Linked DNA regions of Macaca mulatta: region 1 is linked to region 2. Evidence: chromatin contacts called from public Hi-C data. All regions are on one chromosome and are shown on one strand. The core of a region is the stretch at or near the end of the contact, and the rest is flanking DNA. Distances in the headings are between cores, read along the strand shown.

Region 1 (4,577 bases), core at 1,089-3,588, 180 kb before region 2:
TCAGCCTCCTGGGTGCTACCACATCTGGCTAATTAATTAATTATTTTTTTTGGGGGGGGGTAGATGCAGGGTTCTCACCATATCACCCAGGGTGGTTTTGAACTCCCGACCTCAAGCAATCCTCCAGTCTTAGCCTCCCAAAATGTTGGGATTACAGGTGTGAGCCACTGCGCCCTGCTGGGAAGATATTTTCAAGATGAGAGAGACTTGAGGATTTTTTAGATGCCTGGCATTGGGTTTACAATGGGGAATAGCTTTAGCACCCATAATGGAAAGCTTATGAGTTTTGTCTTGATGGTCCCTTCCAATCGACTATGTTACCTTGGGCTGCCCACTGTGACAACTCTGTTTCCTGCATTTGTGATGCTTCTCCTTAGTGTCTCCAAGTAAGCTAGAACCTCCTACTTGCCCTTTCAGAACCTCACGGCTAGTGGTCTGGGCAATCTCAAAAATTCTTACAGTGATTCAGTTTTTCTGTTGGGTGGGGATGCCACCTCCTTTTCCATTGGATAAAGAGGCTTGAAAGGAAAAAAGCTTTCTTGACATAGCGATCCATGTTGTCCCCATGCCCAGAGTTTAGACATCCTGCTTCCAGAGTGTTAAGGAATAGATGAGTTGGAGAAATCCAGAAAACAAATAAATTGATTCTTGGCTTTTGGGTTTTCAAAAGCTGAGGTTTGGCACTAGTCAAAAGATCTAGAAAATAATGTGAGCAGTGTGACACTGTTTTTCCTGCTCGAAGAATAGATTTCCCAGGATTAGCAGGGAGAAGAAAGAGAGGAAGGAAGTGAGTTTGGATGTAAGCATGTTATCGAGAGGAAAGGAAGCCCCAGGACTGCCAGCTTCAAATGGTCCGAGGTTTGTGGCTCTGAGAGAATGAGACCAATCCCAGAGTTCAACCGCAAGCCTTGGCATGGCCAGGGTGTAGAAAAATAGAAGTTACCACGTGTTGTGTTTAGGCCAGTGGGGGCTTAGGCGGTGCTCCTCCAAATTCCCACAGCTGTAGAACAGAAACCCCCACCCTCCTCTGCTCTTTGGAATGAGACAAAGCCCCAGTTTCCGTCATCTATAAAATGAGAATAATAAATCCTATTTAAGAGTGGCTGTAAGAATTAAACAAGATCATATAGATGAAAGCCCTTTCACACCGTCGAGCATTAAATAAACATAAAGGATTATTATTGATCTTTCAAAAATTATATACACACCTACAATTCAGCCTAGCAGAGAGCAGCATACAGTTTTTTTTTTTAGCTCCATCCCAAACTGCCCACCTTGTTCAGCAGAGTGGGACACACGCTGCTGTGGCCATGTTGGTTCTGATGAGCCCATTCCATCCCCTCCACCTCAGCCTTGTGATGCTTTTCTTCTCTGCCAGTCCCACGTGTGCATACTACGATCTATACCTGGTTGTACTGACACACTGATGTCTTGGTACTCACAACTGATAACTGACACCAAGATGATAGGGGGCGAAGTTTCTGTGGAGAGCAGGGCTAGATTAAGAAGTTTTGTGACCTTAAACTTTAAAGATTATGGTGATCACCACTACCTCTAATTAGTAAATAGAAATAGTACTAAATCATAAAATGCAACCAACTAAACTCTATTTTTCCCATTATAGCTTTATTGGTACTTCATCGAGACATCCAATTATTTTAAAAGTTCTCTTTTTTTTTTTTTTTTTTGAGACGGAGTCTCACGCTGTTGCCCAGGCTGGAGTGCAGTGGCGCGATCTCGGCTCACTGCAAGCTCCGCCTCCTGGGTTCACGCCATTCTCCTGCCTCAGCCTCCTGAGTAGCTAGGACTACAGGCGCCCGCCACCGCGCCCGGCTAATTTTTTGTATTTTTTTTAGTAGAGACGGGGTTTCACTGTGGTCTCGATCTCCTGACCTTGTGATCCGCCCGCCTCGGCCTCCCAAAGTGCTGGGATTACAGGCTTGAGCCACCGCGCCCGGCCCTCTTTTTTTTTTTTTTTTTTTTTTTAATTTTTTGATGCTCTTTCGGGTACTAAAACCTGTGCTTAATATGCTGTCATCCTCAGACAGGAACCCAAAAAGGCCAAGTCGGGCTCGGCAGAAGCTTGCGTCCTGGTTTTCCCCCAAGCCCTGGCTGTCAACACAGATCTGTGTGAATGAGAAGCCCAGAACACTGGGTCGGGGAGATCGAAAGCAGTGTTACCAGACAGAGCAGCAGCTGACGGCGCAAACTCATATCAACTCCACCCCAGACTGCATTAGCCCATAGCGACCCGGCAGCCAGGCTCTGGGGAGAACCCACCCAGGAGGCGGACCTGGAAAGGGGTGAAGCCAGAAAGGGAGGGGGCAGGGCCAGGACCCAATTACACGCGAGAAGGGCGGGACTGGACCCAGAGGGAGGAGCAAGGCCAGACCCAAAAGGAGAAGCCAAGGGGGCTCAAGCGTGCGGGGAGGACCAGAAAAGGGGCGAAACCAGAACGAGGGAGAATCTGGGGGCGGACCGGAACTGGGCAGAGACTAGGAGAAGGTCCAGAAGGCGGAGGAGGCTGTGAGCCTTGGCCCATGTCAGTAACCGGGGCAGGCCGGAGGGAGGAAAAAAGGGGCAGGGCCAGGGCTTGGAGGGAGGGACATGGACGTAGGCACGACTCAGAGGGCAGGGCGGGGGTGTGACCAAGACTCAGAAGGCGTGCCCAAACATGGAGGGGGAAGGGGCGTGGCTATGACATGGGGCGGGGTTAGGCCTGGAGAGCGGCTCAGGACTAGGCCCTGAAGTCAGGGGGCGGGGAAGAGGCGTGCCCAATTTGAAGGGCGGGTCAAGGGCGCGGCCAAAACATGGAAAGGGATTCGGGGCTAGGTGTCGGGGCCGACCAGGGGCGTGGCCAGGATTCAGGGGGTGGAGGGGGAGCATGCCCACTTCGGAGGGCGGGGCGGGGCGGGGGCGGGGCCAAAACACAGGAGGGGCGGGAGGCAAAGTCTGGGAGTAGTCAGGGGCGTCGCCAGGATTCGGGGGTCGGGGCTAGGTCTGGAGGGCGGCTCAGGGGCGTGGCTAGGAGTCAAGGGGCGGAGCAGAGGCGCGCTCAAACCCAGAAGGCGGGGCAGGGGCTGGTACTAGCCCAGGGAGCCGCGGGTGGGAGAGGGTGCAGCAGTGCCGACCCCGGCGGGCGGCGGGCGGCGGGCGGCGGGCGGTCACAGGCGCTCCACGGAGGAGTGCAGAGGCTGCAGGCCTAGGAAGTGCAGGGCCAGGGCGAGCAAGCCGAGGAACAGCAGCAGCCCGAGCAGCAGCCGCAGGAGGGTCCGCGCCGTGGAGCCGCGGGGCCGCCGTGTAGTGGACTGCACGTATAGCTCCACTGCATCGGCGAACTTGAACTTGTCGGGCGCATAGCCAAGCTGGGCGCGAGCCTTGGCTATCTGGAAGGTGTGCGTCACGGCCACGCTGCGCACCTGCGGGGACAGGCGGGGCATCCGAGGGCGGGGCTCGTGGGAGGGGGGCATCCTCTACCTCGTTGTTTACGGAAAGGGAAAAGAGAGGGCAGGGATTTCCCCTCCATTGCACAGTGATTTAAAAGGACCCGAGGACAGCGTCTTGCTCCTGTGATGCCCTCATTAGAGAGGTTTTCATTTCTTCCTTCCATCTTCATTTTTATTGGAGGGTGCCACCTCTGCGTCGCCCCCTTCAGCCCCGCTAAATTTGCACCTTATTTAACTCCTTGTCCCCTAAGAAGGAAAGGTCTCACCCCTACACTCATCTTCCCGGCCTAGCACGGTGCTAGGACTCAGGAGGCCCTTGATACATTCTTAGGCATCCGCTAGGAGACGGTGAACGCCTGCCAGAAACATCTCCAGGAAACGACATTGGCTTCCTGCTCCCAACCCCAGACCAACTGTGGCCAGGCGGGCCCCAGTCGCAGCCTTCACGCCCTCACTGATTAACTAAGCTTCCCTAAGAGAGGAATTCGATTATGCAGAACTGATTACTCTCTAGGGTCTAAGCTGTGTTTCCCCTGCTGCCAGATGGCTTGGGGCCCACTGGTGTCAAGGGTAGTAATGATAGCTATCAGTTGAGGAACACACACCCTGCACTTGGCCTGGGCTAAATCCTTTCTATGCCCTACCTCATTTAATCCTCTCAGGTGGTACTAGCACTATCTGTTCTGTGCATACTTGGAAAAAGATCAGAGAGGTTGAGTGACTTGCCCGGGGTCACACAGGGGAGCCAGGTTCTAGCCTAATTTCTTCCCTGCTGTGCTGGCATCTGAAGATGCTCTCCCAGCTGACTCATTTCTTCCTCTCTTGTGCCTCAGCCAGACCCTGGGGAATAATCCACCAGCTGCTGGATTCTCCCATGGCACTGAAACAGCCCCTGGGGTCAAACCTGTGGTCTTGGATGCTTAATGGGGGGTGAGGAGAAAGACCAGTGTTTGTCCGTTTTTGTCTCAGTCATTAAGTGCAGAGCTTTGGGGAGCACAGGAGCTGAGTTATGCTAGATAAGCAGGGTCCCTAACACACTAGATGTCACCTCCTCTGGGGAGCTTTCTCTGACTTCCTCAGAGTTGGCTTAGGCGCCCCTTCTGTGTGCACTGGAGTTTCTCGCGATTTTCC
Region 2 (4,520 bases), core at 669-3,168:
TCTACAGGCAAGAAAAGTAGCAGAATTTTTAGAGTGTTATTTTAATAACCAGTGAATCTGACAGCATGATTTTGTGTTACTAGGTCTACATCGGGGGAGAGGAGGGAGGGAGGAGGAAGCAACAAATGTCCCAGCTACCACTCTTTTTCTAAGAACTAAAAATATTGCAGGATAAATACAGAACCATAAGTAATACTTAAAAAGTAAGTTTTGACAGCACAGTGATGCTTTTTTTTTTGAGACAGAGTCTCGCTCTGTCGCCCAGGCTGGAGTGCAGTGGCGCGATCTCAGCTCACTGCAACCTCCGCCTCCCCGGTTCAAGCGATTCTCCTGCCTCAGCCTCCTGAGTAGCTGGGATTACAGGTGCGTGCCACATGCTCGGCTAATTTTTTTTTTTTTTTTTTGTATTTTCAGTAGAGAGGAGGTTTCGCCATGTTGGTCAGGGTAGTCTCGAACTCCTAACCTCCTGATCCCCCCGCCTCGGCCTCCCAAAGTGCGTGAGCCACCGCGTCCGGCCACATTTTTACAAGAAATTATCCACGTAGGGAGCTTGACATTCCCAACCCTCCAATAGTTCCTTCACCTGCACTGAACAAGCAGTTAAAAAACAAGACCATTCCTTAAATCGGAGCAGCTCTCCTGACAGCTGTTTACATTAATTAAGGTTTGGTCTCACAGGTCTGGGAGAGGGGGAGAAAGAGAGGCGGAAGAGCGGAGGAAGGAGAGGTAGCAGGGAAAGAAGTGGCCCAAGCTGAGAAAAATCTTGGAAGCGCATTCACCTGGGGTACCCTTCAGAAAGATGCCCGCCTCTTTCCCGAGGGCACCACCTTGCCTCTCCCGCCCACAGCTCCGTGGTGTTACAGCAAGCACTGCTCTCGCTGCCGGGCTGTCTGCAACTCTGATGTGTTATTTAATTTTGTAACTACTATTAAGATCTCTCCAGCGTTTTTGTGATGCGCTGGAATGAAAGACGCTCCATAAAATGAGGTTTATTATTAGTAGTATTATAGCTCCCGGGCCTAAAATAAAGCAAAATTATAACCACATACACACTTCAAAGGGAAAATCCGAAGCCACAAGCGTCTCAAACACTGCCAAGCGGGCAGAAGATGGGCGGGGGCGGGGGTGTAGAGGGGCTCCAATCCGGCGCCCCCCACTCCCACCAATCCCACCAGCTCTTCCAACACCTACCATTCACCCTGCCTGGTGGGGTCAGCGCCCACAGCCCGGGCTCAGCCCCGGCCGCAGCTTCCTCTGGTGGTAGAAGGTCTGGAGTCGGACCTGACCCCTCTCGGCCTCCTCTCGCCCACCAGCTCTCTAGTGGCTCCCGCACTGCCCCGCAGGCTGCCTCACTCCCAGCCCCAGCCTCTCCGCCTGGTTTCTAATTTCCTTGCAGGAGCCTCACTTTCCTCCCGTCTGCCACCTTGACTTTTTTTTTTTTTTTTAATCCAGAACGAAGCTGGTTCCTCTGCGATCCCTCACATGGGAGGGCTGCTCCCCTCCTCCCCGGTCCGGGACTCGCCAGCCTAGCCCAGGTCTCCTCGGCCACTTTTCACCCAGCCTGGGGCGCCTCTCCCCTGAGTCCGGGGGTCCCGCTGGCGCCCGGCGGTTTCCTCTTCTCTATCCCCTTCCTCCGGGGCCCGGGTCTCCCCTCCGCCCCAGGTCTCCTCAGGCTAGCCCCCGGCCGGGACCCTCCACCCCGTCCTCCCCTCAGTCCGGGTCTCCCCTGCCTCGCGTCGCCCTCAGCCAATCCCCCGCCCGGCCCCGCGCGCCTGCCGCTCACCCGCAGACTCCCCGGTGTTGATCCAGTCCGGGTTGGCGATGCTGGCGATGGCGAAGATATCGGCAGCCAGAAAGAGACATCCTGAGATGATGGTCAGTTTATCCATCTCCCCGCCCCGCTCCCCCCACCCCCCGAGCCCCGGACAGGCAGCGGCCTCACGCCTCCCGCCCCATGGGCCGCCGCCGGGGCCCGGAGTCCCCGCGCCGCTGCCTCGCGCCCACTCGGCCCCCGCGCGCCGCTCGCGCCCTCCGCGCGCCCGGGACCAGCAGCCGCGGCGCGGCCCGCACAGACGGAACCGCCGCCCGCCCCGGAACTGCTCGGCCCGCCCGCCCCTCACCCGGAAGCGAAGCCTGGGCGCTGGCGAGGCCGGTGCCGGCTCCCCGGCAGCCGCACGCTCGCTTCGTCCTCCAGGTTCGGCCGGCCGCCCTGGGCCCCTCCCCGCACTGCCCGCTTCGACGTTCTGGACCCGGACCCGACCGGCCCGGCTCCGGTCCCTGCCCAGGTCCCGGTCTCTTCCGGCAAGCCACACCACCTCTTGGCTTTCTGCCCACTCATAAGATTGTTGTCGTTGTTGATGACTGGGCACAGGCTGCGGCCGCTCCTGAGCCCCTCAGAAGCAAAACTCGAATGAGAGTGGGGAGCCGCCCGTCTTCCAGCAGGAGGCGGGCCCCGACTCCCGCCGAGCGACTCCGGGCCCCGCGCGGTCCCTGTCACCTTGTATTCTCATTGCCCTTTCCGCGGCTGTCAGCTCACAGGATTGCCCCATTTAGAAAATAGCTCTCGACACCCCCTCTGCGTCAGGCGCTGTAGGTGCAGAGGTACTGGAGTGGACAGAGGCAAGGCGCCCGCTCTCGGGGAGCTCATGTTCTGGTGGGAAGAGACAGAAACACATTAAGAACCTGTCTGCAAAATAAAGATAATTTCAGGTGCAGATCCCTGAATTCAATGGAGGTCAGTGTGATGGGAGTCGGGGCGATACCTGCGATAAGGAAGGATGCATTTCCGCTGAGACCATCATGCTCATAAAGACCTGCACTTTGAAGACCTGGCGCAGGACCAGACAGAGGAAACAGCCAGTGCAAAGATCATTAGGGGAGGGGGGCAGAAAGAGATCAGCGCGTCCAGGGTATTGCAAAATGGCATGTGTGGCAGGAGAGTAGTATGACAAGAGGTAGGCAGAGGCCAGGTGTAGGACTTTGGGGGCCTTGGATTTTGTTCTGAGTGCAATGAGAAGGCAGTGGAGGGTGTTTGCAGGAGAATCCCATGATCTTACTTCATCTGTGAAGATCGATAGTGTAGCTTGTATGGGGGAGAGGCAAAGATGTCAACAGGGACGCCAGTTAAGCGGCCAAGTAGTCCTCGAGAGAGAAGTGTAGCTTTGGCTAGGTTGAGAGTAGTGAAGATGGAGAGGAATGGACAGATTTGGATGTTCTGTGGATAGAGAGAAGGACCTGCTGATAATGGGGAAGGAGTTGAAAGAGAACTCAAGAATAAGCTTTTGACCTGAGCAACCTGGTGTTATGATCCTGTTTACTGAGTTGTGTGTCCACCGTCTTAAGTTGGATGAATAAACAGGAAAAATAAGGCATTTGCATAATTTGTCAGCAAATTATGCTGTGATGGAGTTTTCTTTTCTTCCACAGCTCATGGGCCGAATCACCACTAACCCTGAAGTTGGATTCAGCTCTCCCTAATGGTACTCTGTGCAGCAAATGGAGATGAAACACTCATTTTCTCCTTAAATGCCACGTAGGTCGTCTCTAGAAAGACCTAGAAGAGTGACATCTGTCTCTATTTTTGGAATGCTTACATGTCCACAAAATTCAGAAGGTTTCAAATTCCACCAAATCCAACAGCCTTGCAGAAATGTGCACAGAGTTATCAGTGTCACTACATAGCTTGGAGAAGGAAGGGTTTGATTGCTGGTCTATATTGACTTTTCTGTCCAAACATTGGTCTCTTGGGGGAAAGGATTTTTTTTGTTAATATACAATTTATTTTTCCTCTGCCACAGAAATTAACACAAGATAATACATATACTCCAAGGATCCAGATATAATCCTTATCACATTACTGCAATAGTCTTCAGTTTCTTTTTTCTTTTCTTCTTTTTTTTTTTTTTAATAAGTTCTGAAGAAGTTTAATTGAGTCATATTCTTGGCTTCTTGTTGGGATTTTCTATTGCCCAGTGATAGAAGAAACTGTAACTATACAGGACTAAATTCCCAGATAATATCCACTGATGTTTTCTGCTGGCCAGCTTAAAAGAATCCTAGGGCTGAATGTTAGGACAGTTTGCACCTATTCTAACTCCAGCTGAACAGAATGATGATGATTGGGTTCTTGTGTTTACAATAAATACAAGTAGCCAAGCATGGTGGTTTGCACCTATAATCCCAGCTACTCAGGAAGCTGAGGTGGGAGGATTGCTTGAGTCCGGGAGTTCAAGAGCAGCCTGGACAACATAGTGAGACCCCTGTCTCTAATAAATAAAATAAATAAATAATACAGTTCTTCCTTTTACCCTCTACAAATGGTTCTGGGTCTAAGATTAAAGCACAAGAACAACCAGTATTGAGTTAAAAGAATTTAAAACATTTTTATCATATTAATGGCTGCACATCAGTACAGAGAATAGTTACCTATCCCATCCCTTCCTGCCATCCAGAATGGGAGGTGGGATTGGCAGGGGCCAAACTGTTTACAGATTTCCCATTAATCCATGTTTTTATCCCTA

Evidence for each region. Hi-C and Micro-C count contacts between places; a contact is called where the count stands out from the background.
Region 1: a contact with region 2 is called in a Hi-C map of blood, with 6 times the contacts expected there. The contact joins the enhancer-like site here to the promoter of MOSMO in region 2. A contact is called at or near these places in 6 of 14 Hi-C or Micro-C datasets (CD4 T cells, blood, cortical neurons and 3 more).

What each region holds. Positions count from the first base shown.
Region 1 is chr20:21,649,277-21,653,853 of T2T-MMU8v2.0, reverse strand. It overlaps SDR42E2 (short chain dehydrogenase/reductase family 42E, member 2), which reads right to left. Exons shown (of 13, transcript XM_015125776.3): 12 at 1,960-3,419; 13 at 1,610-1,667. The coding sequence ends at 3,165. Among named protein-coding and RNA genes, the nearest start is that of TRNAL-UAG, 5.0 kb to the left of the region's middle. Within about 2 kb of position 2,338, at least 37 of the 40 cell types and tissues checked have an H3K27ac peak or open chromatin away from gene starts, as enhancers often do. A contact at or near this core is called in CD4 T cells, blood, cortical neurons and 2 more, where this site is marked.
Region 2 is chr20:21,464,743-21,469,262 of T2T-MMU8v2.0, reverse strand. MOSMO (modulator of smoothened) reads right to left here and starts at 1,918. Exons shown (of 3, transcript NM_001260737.2): 1 at 1,784-1,918. The coding sequence starts at 1,889.